Linked DNA regions of Columba livia: region 1 is linked to region 2. Evidence: chromatin contacts called from public Hi-C data. All regions are on one chromosome and are shown on one strand. Each heading gives the region's core, a stretch centred on a gene start, on an enhancer-like site or on the middle of the called end of the contact. The rest is flanking DNA. Distances are from core to core; before and after follow the strand shown. Region 1 holds the start of LOC102094287 (monocarboxylate transporter 13). Region 2 holds the start of CD274 (CD274 molecule).

Region 1 (6,714 bases), core at 213-2,712, 140 kb before region 2:
GCTCCATTTTCTAATTTGCTTTTCACAAAAGAGCATGTTAGTTTAATATATTTACTGCGCACTGCAGAACAACTTGCTGGTGGAATCAAGAAAGTTGTTGCCACGAATCCTAGCCTTCTTGTTTTCATGCAACTTGTACATAAAGCTTCCCAAATAACTGAATTCATTCTCTCTCAGAGGTGGGGTAGACTCCCTGTGGGTTGGTGATACTTAGCACTTTGCAGAAACAAGAAGACAAAATAAGTGAGTATTAAGTTTTTCCATGCTTAGATGAAGAAACAGGACTTGTTAGTGTGGGTTTGGTTTGGGTTTCCAGGGCAAGCATGGTACTCTACCTTGGATTTGAAAAAGAAGAAGAAGATGAAAAGGAACAGGAAAAGGAAAATGAAAAGGAACAGAAAAAAGAAAAAGAAAAAGAAAAAGAAAAAGAAAAAGAAAAAGAAAAAGAAAAAGAAAAAGAAAAAGAAAAAGAAAAAGAAAAAGAAAAAGAAAAAGAAAAAAGAAAAAGAAAAAGAAAAAGAAAAAGAAAAAGAAAAAGAAAAAGAAAAAGAAAAAGAAAAAGAAAAAGAAAAAGAAAAGAAAAAGGGGAAAGAAGAAGAAGAAAAGAACACATTTGATGTACACAAAGGGAAAACTACTTTTAGCAAAGGCTGATACTGGGAGAGAAGTATTAACTAGACTATGTAATTAAACCCAAAGTAGATCTTTAATAAATTGACAACAGATTAGCTAATAGAATCTTTTTTAAAATCGTTGTACTAGAAAGAAGATGGAAAGAAACACAGAAATAAATTGTCATTTATGCTGAAACTTCCTTCATATATGTGCCTTTGTGCGCAGCCAGGCAACAAGTACTTACTATGTTTGTCACACTTCTGGTCTTCATCTAACACTCAGACTGTCTCTGCTGATGCTCTCATGTCACCACAGCTTCAAATACAACACAGCCGTGCTAGTTATTGCTCTTCAGACACAAATTCAAGAGGACCTCATAACAAAATTCTCCTTTCTAACTTCATTATTTTAGTAAGAGCCAGTCTAATCGATACGACCTATGACATAATTTACTGACAAAGCACATGAGGATGGACAAGAGGTGCTGAACGTTCTGAGCAGGCAGTACAAAGAAACAAAAGTAAAGTATAGCATAAAGTACCTTATTCAGGTAACCCAGGCTTTTATGTGATATGAAGCTCTTTCTTCACCTTCCAGTCGTATGTATGTTCTTCAGTTCTGCTGTAAACCGCTGGGTCATCTTACCTATTGTGCGTTGCGTGCACAGTCTATCTGAACAAACTAACTTGTCTCATTCAGGATGTGTAAGCTGTCAGATTTTATAAGAATCCCCTCCTCACCTCCCCAAAAGTCATTTGACTCCACCTACACTCAGAAAAACAAAGTTCTGTTCTGACTAGAGATCAAAGAAAGCAAAATCAGGGATGGAGGGAGGGAATGAGAGAAGGCAAATTTTATAACATATTTGCACTGTACTTGTACTAGACCTGGACTGCTGTCTGTAGTTTTTATTAAACTTAACTACTGGGCCAATTAGAAAGTTTGGGTGTGTCAGCTGCCCTTAAACTCTCTGATGTTTTGGGGCAGTTACTGTCAATGTTTGTTCAAATACGGAATTTATTTGTGGCTTCTTTGTGACTGTTCTGCTGGGCAGATGTTGGCTACAGCTGAGCATCACATAGCCTGAAACAACCACAGAGATGATGGGAAGCTTGAATATGCTCTCCAGGTCCTGAGCCTGCAACACGGATGGTCAGAACCTTTCACTGTGTCGGAGCAGTCTCTTTGTTGTGTTTTTGTTTTGTTTTGTTTTGTTTTTTTTAATGGCCCCCAATTCCTTATATACTGCTGGATCTTGTAAAGTTTCTATCCTCACACTTTCACTGCTAGCTTATTGTAATTGATTCTGTCTTTCCTAACAATTTGCCTTGCACTGGGCTATTCCCTGCTATTGAAACACTTGAGGGGGGAGTGTGGATTGTTGCAGTAGCTTGTCACTTTCTGTAGTATTATTATTTACACGCTTGTGTGCTTACCTTAGGACTTGATCAGTGATCTGTGTAGTTGTGTGTGCTAAGGGGAAGTATGAACATACAAATTGATCAGTTGACCTGCATAACTAAGAAACAGATATAATTTATAATTTGGGGCATTTTTGAAGTAGGAAATCAACAAGTTGGTGTGGTGACATTAAAATTTTCTTTCACTGGGAGGATTCTCTAGGACTGCTTTGTAGTGCTGGAGAAGTCAAAAACATGGCTAAGAAAAATTATGGGGCAGTTTTTGAAGTGTATTTATTTAAGTGGGTACTGCTGACAGAAAAGTTGCTGCCATCCCTTCTTCACCTTCCTGCTACAATGTGGGCACTTAGGCAGTGAACCAGAGTGGTAGACCCATCCAGCTGGGCAAAATAATATGTCAGGGCAGCTACTCAATTCAGAGAAATCAGTTGGGTGCCTTCACAAAGCAGAAGGCAGAAAATGTGGACAGAAACAAAATTTGGCAGATGAGGGTGCTTAATCCAGAGGATAAATTCACATGGCAGTGATAGCACAATTAGTACATTCACACTCCTGTGAAGCTGTGAGCCTGGAAGCTCTGCCTTATAGACAAGGAAATGCAAGTAAATTCAGTGATGTCAATGAGGAATGATAACTGAATTATGAGCTTACTTGAAGACAAAGTTTCCGAGTAAATTGTCAGCAGTGACACTGCTCACAGGCTAAAACACTATTTTCACGATTTTCTGTCAGCGTATAGAATCTTTATGCTATACCTTCAGCTTTGTATAGTATTTCTCTCTAATCACCTACCATTTTTCTCCACATTTTACATTTCAAAATTAAACCTAAGCCTCTCTCACTTCTCCTTAAGAGACAAGAAAAAAAAAAAGTTTAGACTGTAATTGTATAAATACTAGTTAGTTTATTTCTTGTTTAGCATGTAAGCATTTTAGGACACACTGAAGAGAGCTTTCAGGTTTCCATTCCTACATTGGAGAAAACAGCTTATTCCAGGTGGTAAGACGAGTCACTTGCTCAGATCTAGTTTGTCAGCTCAGCTGTCACTAAGTGCAAGGGCTAGCTTTTACTTTAAGCGCTTGAACAAGCGCATAATATGTTCATAGGGAGACGGCTATATGAAACATTTGGTGTGAAGTGAAATGAGAATCTGCCTGGAACATCTGTACTTCAGAGAATAACGGTGATTCATGATTAGGAAGAGATTATGCTTAAATTCTGCCCAATCACGTCATAAAGAATTATTTAACCATTCAGGAGTCATCCATGTCGTGGCTTTTACTATTAGGCTTGTAGAACAAAACTGGCAATGCTTTAAACAGGGGCTGGCTATACATGCTTTTCAAAATGCCTTTTTCCTAATAATCTTGAATCTGAAATAGTGACTGTGTTCTGTGCTGCTGTAAACGGTTTCAGCTACATTGATTTAAAAGTTATTTCCTCCCTTTCACCACCAGAGAATTTGTTCACCGATTTCTCAGTTGGAATAGGGTTGCTTTCAAAGAAGATACAAGATATCTATTGGCTGTTTATTATTATTGCAGTACATGAGGGAAACAAGTCTCCGCAGTGTAATTTTTATTTAAATAAACTGCACAAATGTAAAAGGCCAGCCTGCCATAAATACACACAGAGCCTGGCAAAGTCTCCGAGCAGTCAGCTGTCCTCAGGTGAAAGGACGGATGAACATGAGCCAATAGTGTGTCCTGGCAGCCAAGAGGGCCAGCTGTGTCCTGGGTGCACCAAGCCCAGCATTGCCAGCTGGGCAAGGGAGGTGATTGTCCTGCTCTGCTCTGCACTGGTGCGGCCTCACCTGGAGCACTGTGTGCAGTTCTGGGCAACACAGGATAAAAAGGATATAAAGCTACCGGAGAGCATCCAGAAGAGGGCTACAAAGGTGGTGAAGGGTTTGGAGGGGAAGCCGTATGAGAAACGGTTAAATCACTTGGTTTGTTCAGCCAGGGGGAGACTGAGAGGAGACCTCATGGTGGCTACAGCTTTCTCACAAGGGGAGGAGGAGGGGCAGACACCAAACTCTTCTCTTTGATGACCAATGACAGAACCCGAGGGAATGTGAGAAAGATGTGGCAGGGGAGGTTTAGGTTGGGCATTAGGGAAAGGTTCTTCCCCCAGAGGGTGGTGTAGCACTGGAACAGGCTCCCCATGGAGGTGCCACAGCCCCAAGCCTGACAGTGTTCAAGATGAGACTGGACAATGCCATCAGACACATGGTGTGAACTGTGGCATTGTCATACGCAGGGACAGGAGTTGGACTTGATGATCTTTGTGGGACCCTTCCAGCTCGGGACACTCTATGATTCTATGAAACCATGCCTCCTGTGTTCAGCCGTCCTCGGCAGTGACCATGCTTGTCCCTCTACCTGGAACTACCAGCTCTTATCACATACACACGCTTTTTTTACTGACCTAAGCTTTCTGAGAGCATTATATAAACAGATAGTAAGCCAAGATAAAATATTCCCAAGTCATGTGTTTTCTTAACTAAGAGAATATTTATCAAAATGACTGAATCAAAATTACTTTACCTTTGGTTTGTGGTATTAAATGATTGCAGATGTAATATGGAGTGGCCTGAATGTGAATTATCCGAGGACTGTGTGTAGGCGAGATGTTAGCATAGGAAAGGACTGGGAAACTATTATGGAAGAAATAAACAGGCTGATATCACTGCCAAAACAGCTGACACGGGATGCTAAAGCAAACTGGGTAAGAAATGTAGGTGAGTGTGGAAAGACCTGAGGTCTTGAAGGAAAAACAGAGATTAATCTTGATGTGATTAGAGAAGGAGAACTAAGATGATTCAGTTGCATCATGTTGTTAGGCTGATGAAGGAGGTGATTCCTGTGCTTGTGTTTTGTGGCGGTAAGATAGCTGACAGTGATGGCTGGCAGACATCTGAGGGGCTAAGGAGCAAGAAGAGTTAGCAATCAAGTGATTAAGTGATCAGGTTTTGGCAGAAGCTCTCAGACTGTACAAGATGAGATATTTAATAGATAAAGGAAGAATAAATGGCTTATATTTTGACTGGGTTCTAGTTTTCCTATTATCAGCTTAAGAAATTATAACTAGCTAAAGATTGACTGAACCTTTCCAGCCTGGGAGCAAAACAAGAAAAAGCCTTCTGTCCTGAAATCATGCAAGGGGTGCTGACCAGCCAACATAAAGCCCCGGCCTCCCTTTAATATGCTGAGCCTGCATGGAAAAGAGGGCAGAGTATCCACAGGGAAGAGGGTAACATTGAGTCTAAATCGGCTGTGAAGGGAGGGTATGTTTGTCTGAAGAAATGTTGTTTTGGTTTTTGACAAACAATAATCAGTTCATTTTCTTTATCTAATTATTGGTTGTGATTACAGCTCCCATTACAAAATAACAGGGTAGGAAAGTGAGGGAGCACAGAAAATGAGAACTGCTAAACAGGGAAGAGGGAAAAGCACTGCTTAATCCTATCAAAACAAAATAGTTAAGCACAGTGCTGGCACAAACAGTGTGTCTGTACCCTACCAATCTAGAATCTGCGGGTGGTTCTTCAACTTTCAGTTCTTAAATGAGTGACCACGGTTTTAGCATTCTGCTTTAACTATAGGATGATGATGGAAATGCCCAGGTCTTGGGTACATCTGGACTGTTGATGAGGCATATTCTGTCCTGTATCTTGGGAAAGAAACAGATGTGTTTGGCTCAATGACCCCTAAATTTCCTCTGGGAAAGATTTTTACAAGGATTCAGTTGAGAGCACAGACATTTAGGGATATAAGCTTCAACTCTTTGTGCCATTTTCTTAAACTAGACTACCATTTACAATGTCATCCATGGCTAGATGCTGTATTGTAGTGTTCTGTGATAAAGTGAGGCAATAAAGACCAAAAAGAAGAAACGCAGACTTCCCTGACAGCCTGAAGTGTGCCAATGTAGAAGAGTTCTCAAAGTGAACAGCTCTTTATACCTGAACTGAATACAGGCTACAGAAGACTGCCCTGTATTTTTACAAGGGTGGATTCTTGCACTGAGTTCTTAAAAAATTCTTCCTGGATTTGTTTTTAAGACTAAGATAGCTACAGATAATTAAGAATAACATCTATTTCATCAGAGCAATACTGAATGCTTACCAAGTTTGCAAGGCAAACATTTTCAAGCTTGCATTATACAGAATTAGAGGCGGGTCATAATTAAGGGATGGAAACTGGACTGCAGGCCATAACGACAAAAAACCCCCTCAGAGACAGGACAGAAAATTGATTCAATAATAAGCTTCCAGTTACAACACTGTGGCTACAGGTATATGATCAAAGAGAAGATAGATATGATGCTAGAGGAAGGAGTGAAGATCTAGCTCTATTGCAGCAGGAGCACTCAGATGCTCAGTGGTCCAGCACTGGATGCACCATGGGGAAGCAAGATTTTTTCAAATCCACAAGTGTCACTAGGAAAGACTGACACGATATGCCCTGGAAACTCAGGATATAAAATCTGGTTTCTATTCCTCACAGGGTTTCCCGCTTCCTGATGAGTTCCAGTTCCACTGAAACCTGGTCTGGAAGTCCCTGCCTGTCAGAGAAGCCATGGGACATTGAGCACACAACTGACACATGCTGTAGAGACGGAAACAGATTCCCAAGACAGAACTGACACTTCAGAATGGTGTCAGCATGCTTACGTT
Region 2 (6,690 bases), core at 877-3,376:
TGAAGAAACTTGCTGCAATAACCACTACAGACTCTTCTCCTGTTTCACCTTCAGCAAACCGATCTTCTGGCTGGACCAGCTGAAGCAGCCCAAGACCTAGATGCCAATCAAAGATCTTTACCCAAGCTGCAGTCTTCTCACTATTTTTCTTACGTAAGCTACCACAACGCCTCTTCTCTCCTCCTGCTGGCTTCTGACATCTATTGCAAACACAGATTTATAAAAGCAAAAAGATACTCATTCTACAAAATGCTTTTCAGTATTGCTGCTCTATGTTTCCCTCACAATCAAATGAAGAAGACAGGAAAAACAGAACTATTTGCCCAAAGACTTCTTGTAACAGAACTTAAATGTTGATGTAACTCTACCTACTTCTTCCCCACTATCGGAGAATTCCCCACTAGGGAAAATTCTGTATTGCTAACAGTGGTTCACTGTAACCAGTGACAGAAATGTTGGGAAAATCAGTGCATAAAATGCCACAGGCATTTTAAGAAACGTATCATCTGATCAAAGCTATATGTGAGCAACAGTCCTTGGAACATCAGTAGCAAGAAGTCATCCACCTACAGAAACTCAGGGTCCCTATAGTATTAATCTCAAACAATGCCAACAACTGCTAACAATAACCAGAAATTTCTACACAACTTACTCATTTCTGCAGAGATCATAATTAAGAATAATGGCAAAAGCATTGCTGACTTTGTCAGTGATAAGAACAGATACGCTCTCCCCAAGATTTGAGCACAATGAAGGCTCCTTGCCTTGCCATGGTGTAGTGCAAGAAAAGTTGTTATGTCTATGCATTAGCTTATCAAAAAACAAAAAGCTATGTGTTTTTCTTGATTATAGAAGTCATTCAAGAATACAGAAAAAAAAAATAAATATTAAAAGCCAAAGGATGTACTCCTATTGTACTTATACTACCTTGTGGACCATAGTGGGATAACCTGGTCAACAGCACAAAACACAACTTTAAACATACATTTCAGTGTAAGTTCACCACTTACGTTGTCTTTGCATATCTCAAAAAAAAAAAAAAAAAAAAAAGAAGCTGAGATTCCCAGAAGAGTTAAAATACTGTGAAATGATCACTTTAAAAGTTTTCAGGAAAAATTTTCTTCTGTATACTTGACAGCCCACTCACAGTAACTGTCATGGAAGAAAATACACATAATACAAAAAACTGGTAAGAATTAACCTTTTTACTTGACGTGTGGGAGGAACACAGAAACAGTGGTATATGGAATAGCTGAATGTAACATTCAGGTTCTAATAAGCTGAAACTACCTTACAAAATTGAGGAGGTAGATTTCCACAATAGGTGAGACCAATGAAGGTTAATTTCCACTGATTACAGGTTTAACCATGTTTTCCCACGGGGGAAAGAAATAAAAGGCAAGCAACAGAAAGAAACTGAAACAAACTTGTTAAATACTGACTGTGAAACCACAGAAGCCATTGATGTAGCTAGCTTTTAATGTCATGAATTTTTCATTGCTTGCCTTGAGGTCACAGGGTTGCTTTTCCATTTAAGAACTTAGGAGCAAATAAAAGACCAGGACAGGTTTTTCCTTTTTTTTTTTTTTTCTTCATTTGTTTTATATAGAGTAATATATACACACACGCGCCCACGTTTTACAGCATAGTTATATACCGCGGAGTGGGGTTTTGTTTAACTCTGCTCTGCAACAGATTTTCCAGACGAATAGCTCCGTCTTGCTTGTCATCGGGTACCCTTAAGCAAAACGTATGATCGGAGCAACCTTAAGGGAGAAAAGCTCCCGGGCAGGCTCCAGCAGCGGCAGATGCCGCTGCTGGAGCCTGCCCGGGAGCTTTTCTCCCTGAAGGATGCTGTCCCTGCGCCCCTTGCCGCCTGCCCCTCCAGGTGTCTAGGGGCGAAGAAACACCCGCTCCCGCCCTCGCAGGCAGCGGACCCGGGGGCTGGTGGGGCAAAGACCCTCCCGGCTGACCCCTGCCCGCCTAGCCCCTACCTGGCGGACCCTCAGGGCACTGCGGGCCACCTCGCCCGGCACCTGCTCCCGTCGGCGGCCGCAGCGGCTCTGCGGGGCGACGGCCGCCCCGCCTCAGCCCGGCCCGGCTCGCCCCGCTCCGCCCCCTCCCCTGGACTCCGGGCCGTCGGACCCCGCCGCGGCTTTCCCCGCCCGCCCCCGCTGCGGGTTTGACGATGGAGGCCCTCCCCAGTTCGGCACTCCGCGGAAAGCCGGCACGAAAAGCCCCGGCGCAGTGCTCACAGCCCGTATTTCCCAGCGCTGCAGTCGGGGTGCCCTCCCGGCAGACCTTTCCCTTTCCTAAAAGCCACGGGTTCTCGGTAAACAAAACCGAAAGCGAGCAGCGCCGCCACTCTTTGCTCATTCCTTAGTGTTTGTAAAACACAAATAAAAAAACTAGGATTTTTATTATCATCTATGTCCAAGAATTGATAGTCGCTGGTTTGTTCCAGATGTCTGACACGGGAATCAAAATTATCTGGGTCCTGAACTTTATCTCAGCAACCCTGAAAGCCTACTAATTTCAGGAGGGCTGCTTAGGCACAGACTACCCTTCTTCATTAGGACTGAACTGCAACATTCTTGACACTCCACAGAGTTGCTCCTGATAAGCCAGTAGTAATAGTTGTTAGGTTGAAACGGTAAAATAATAATTGCTTGCACATAAAGCCTTCTTCTCCAACTACCTTTCTTAACCTGGAAGCTAAAATATAACACAAACCAAAATACAATAAAATAACAGTAGAGAGGAAGTACACCTCAGGAAAAGGGGTACGTGGCAGGAGCGGCACGGCACATCGCTCACGCATCATGGGTGCTTGTCTTTTTTTTCTTTTCCAAACAGGAAACAGTTTCATGGTGAAATAATATCCTTTGATCCCCAAATAGATGGCTTTCATGATGAAATCTACTTAGGTGAAGGAAGACTGGTGTCAAAGGACTGGAAATCTGAGTGATTGCATAGCATCTGTAGGAAACAGCTTGCAAATGTAATAGGCCCAGGCAGGATCACTCAGCAAAGCATATTTTAACAATGATTTTGCAAGACTGGGTGTTCTACCTAAAGGTAGGCACACATAATAAGGCAAAAAAACCCTGCTTATATCCCCCCCAAATCCCAGCCACAAATTCCCTCCCCTGTTGCCCATTGGCTGGGTACTGCAGGGTTGACAAGACTACCCAATGTGTGCCTCAGTTTACATACTTCATTCATCTAATCCAAAAAATAGCTTTCCCTATATCAATCTATTTAAAATATGGGTTCCTGGCTCTTCGGCTGCTCTTTCCCCTAGATTAACTTGTATATACGAGTATCAGTTTGCGTTCTGGGATTAGTTGGAAGAGACTTTGTTTTACATTAAGGATTAGTAGTCTGATATCTTTCGGTCCTTCTTCCCCACTGGGTTCAGGCACCAGGTTCTCAGTTTTGTAAAAACAGCACTCCTTCATTAAACATTCCTTACAATTTCCTCCTCTCCTTATTTTTTATTTTTGTTGTTTTGCATTTTCTTATGGTATAGTTCTATAGGTGGCTTCAATTCTAGACAACATGATTTCACGTCTTTATTCAGGAGTTATGCGTTTGCTGTTGCTTCTTTCTTCTTGTTCTTTTAGCAGCATCGTTTTATCTGAGTATTGCAGTGGCCCTAAAGGCATTTGCTTTGATGGAGCTTTCTCAATAAGGTGTTAACCAAGTCCTCGGACACTCAGAATGATGCAGTTAGTGCTCCTGCTACTATGATTAAAGAAGTAAAAATAGGTATAATTTCTTCCCATTTTCAAAACCAAGATTCTAATAATCCCAAGAGCTGACTATCTATTCCTGAATTCTCAGCCAATTCTTCTGCTAAAATTCTAAGTCCTTGCAAACCTCTAGTTACACATGTATCACCTTTCTCTGCCACCTAGGACCATCCTATTTTTCCACGTCATTCTACTAGTAGCATCTAATTGTTCAGCGATTCCTTTAACTGCTTGTCTAGTAACATTCATAAATCATTGTTGGTTATAATAACTAACATACCCAGTCTACATTCTTGTTTATAGTTATCCACCAGAGTAAAAAGGACTCAAAACCCACCATTACTTGATTTCTTGCTTTGTGTTCATTGGGGACCCATCTGGTAACCCTAATTGAACTGAGATAAACTCTGTCATCAAAGGAAAACCCTAAACTCCTTTTCCTGTTGCACCGATGAATCAGTGTTCAAATGCCAGGGTAAAAGGAATTGCCAATTGAACAGTATCAATCACAGGTACCTTCCCAGTGCAGGGTGGGAAATGGAATGAAGTGTCATCTTCCCACAGTACCACCAAAGATCCACTTGATAAACATTTGATAAACATTTAAGGAAGCATTAGGACCAACTACCTGTGTCTCTTCACACCTACTCATGTACCTAGGAACCTGGTATCATTCCTGCCCCATCGTGAGAGACAGGCAGGATGATTTCCAATTATTCCTGAAAATCACAGAATAATTTTGATATTTTTCTCCTGTAAGGCTGGAAATAGTAGGGAGAGAGTATGACACGACTTACTTCCCCACGCCACAGAGTCTTGTTTTAAGTCTAAGATGCACTCCATCCCCTGTCAATCTTCGCCCCATCCCAGAGAAAAGGGTATTACTTGTGCCACAGGCCTTCCCAATGCACACACATAGCAATTGCTGTTCTTTAGTCTTTGCACTGTATATTTGATCCATTCTACCCAGGCATTTGTATCTCCATATCCTGTTTCTACTTCAAAGGTTTCTCTTAAATCTGATATTGCTACAGCTGTGACCACTTCAGGGTCATTTGGTAGGACCTAAGGCCCCATTTAGAAATCTTTGACTAGGTGATTTTATTAATTCTTCATTATTATTGTTCTTTAACACTTATATTTTGAACCTTCGCAGGGCATCTTTTCCACTAATGTCTGTTTGTGATCCATAAACCCCACTTACTGAATCATCTACTCCCTGTATTGTAATTAGAAAAGGGTTGCACTGCAGAGACTCACATCCTGAGAGAGATTGTCCTTTAGATAGGGTAATTTTTCTCTTCAGCTGTTCATTGCTCACTGTCCATCTCCTAAACTCTGTCATCCAGACAACACTCTACCAGGAGGGGCAACGAGAGAGAGCAATGAAAACTATGCACTTATTTAAATCATCCTCAGAGCAGCTCAGTTTCCCTGGACACATGTATTTGTCTTCATAACACAATTCTCTCTGGCTCTGTACATTGTCCCAATTAAGGATCTGGCAAGCATCTACTTGAATTGTTAGGGAACCTTCAGTTTCAGTGATGTTAATTATTCTACGTAATACAGGGTTAATAATCCTTAAACGTTCCATTTCATTTTCATCTCTGTATCTTTAGTTGAAGGGAGTAGTCAGTTGTCTGTACTTGCCACTCATGATTGTACTTTGGAGGTTTGATTGGCCCTTTAATCCATGTGTATTGAGTCCACCCTTTCTCAGCTGGTCGTACCGCTGTCTCAGTGATCAGCAAAACTTGAAATGGTCCTTCTCAACCTGACTGAAGCTTAGTTTCCTTCCAGGATTTGACCAGGACACAGTTTCCAGGCTGAAACCTGTGAGCTGCAAACTCTAATGGTGGAGTTTGTGCTAGAAGCCCTTGGTGCCTGAGAGAAGATAGAAAAGAAGACAAGCTGAGTATACAGTTTTTGAGAAACATATCCTTAGTTTCAAACTGTGGGGGTCCATCCATTATTTCTGCCCAGCATCTGGGATGGCCATAAAGTCCAGGAACTATGTGCTGCTTCTTCTGAGATAAAGAAGCAACCCAGATTTATTTAAATAGCTCTGTTCTCTGCCACTTAGATATCCTGTTGAGGTATAACACTCCAATTCAGTAACCTGACAATACAATCTCCCAATATAGTGTGGTATATAGCATCTTTGCTGCGATAGTTTCTTATGTTATGAAATATAACCCTAGCAAGATCTCTGACTAACTTTCCCAAAAGAAAGCAACTCAGGACATTAATCTACTGAAGAACCAAGGTGTCATTGTAAGAACAGTGTCACGGAGGTACCCTGAGGTTAGTTTAAGGGACAACAGGGTCCAAAACAACTTTTATTAAACCAGTGAGAAACAGGGTTTTAACACTCCAGAGTGACTTAAATAAAGGTTCGGATATCAGTTGAGGAAAATTATTAAGGGGCAGCAACTAATACAACAGGCGGTCCACAGAGTGCATGCACATGGCTTCACCCAAAACAATGCCGGAGCCGTCCCTGAGTCCGAGATGAATACACACTTGCCTGAACACGGTGTGGGATTATTTTAAAGAGATACACGTACTCGTAGTGAGTACGGAAAGTGTACACTCGCGATTCCGCGAGGGCAAATTTATAATACACTCACAATCCTGCAAGGGTTAATTTACTTACACATGCAAATGTGCATGGAATACTACACGTGCTTATGTGGAAGCACGGGAGGAAAATACACTCGCAATTGTGCGAAGAAATAATTTAAAGTACACATGCAAATGTGCACGGAAAGTTACACGTGCAAATGTGCACGGAAAGTACATGTGTAAATGTGCACAGAATATATATATATATACTCGCAATCCCGCGAGGGTTAATTTACTTACACACTTGGCAGCAAGGCAAGCGGAGTCTCGGTCCCGGGAAGCGGGGCGGGGGCCGTGGCTCCTGGCG

What was found. Hi-C and Micro-C count contacts between places; a contact is called where the count stands out from the background.
Region 1: a Hi-C map of liver shows a contact between it and region 2, with 2.3 times the contacts expected there. The contact joins the promoter of LOC102094287 here to the promoter of CD274 in region 2. A contact is called at or near these places in 2 of 2 Hi-C or Micro-C datasets (crop and liver).

What each region holds. Positions count from the first base shown.
Region 1 is chrZ:59,993,872-60,000,585 of bColLiv1.pat.W.v2, reverse strand. It overlaps LOC102094287 (monocarboxylate transporter 13), which reads right to left and starts at 1,462. Exons shown (of 6, transcript XM_065046042.1): 1 at 1,157-1,462.
Region 2 is chrZ:59,857,342-59,864,031 of bColLiv1.pat.W.v2, reverse strand. It overlaps CD274 (CD274 molecule), which reads right to left and starts at 2,126. Exons shown (of 8, transcript XM_065046049.1): 1 at 1,995-2,126.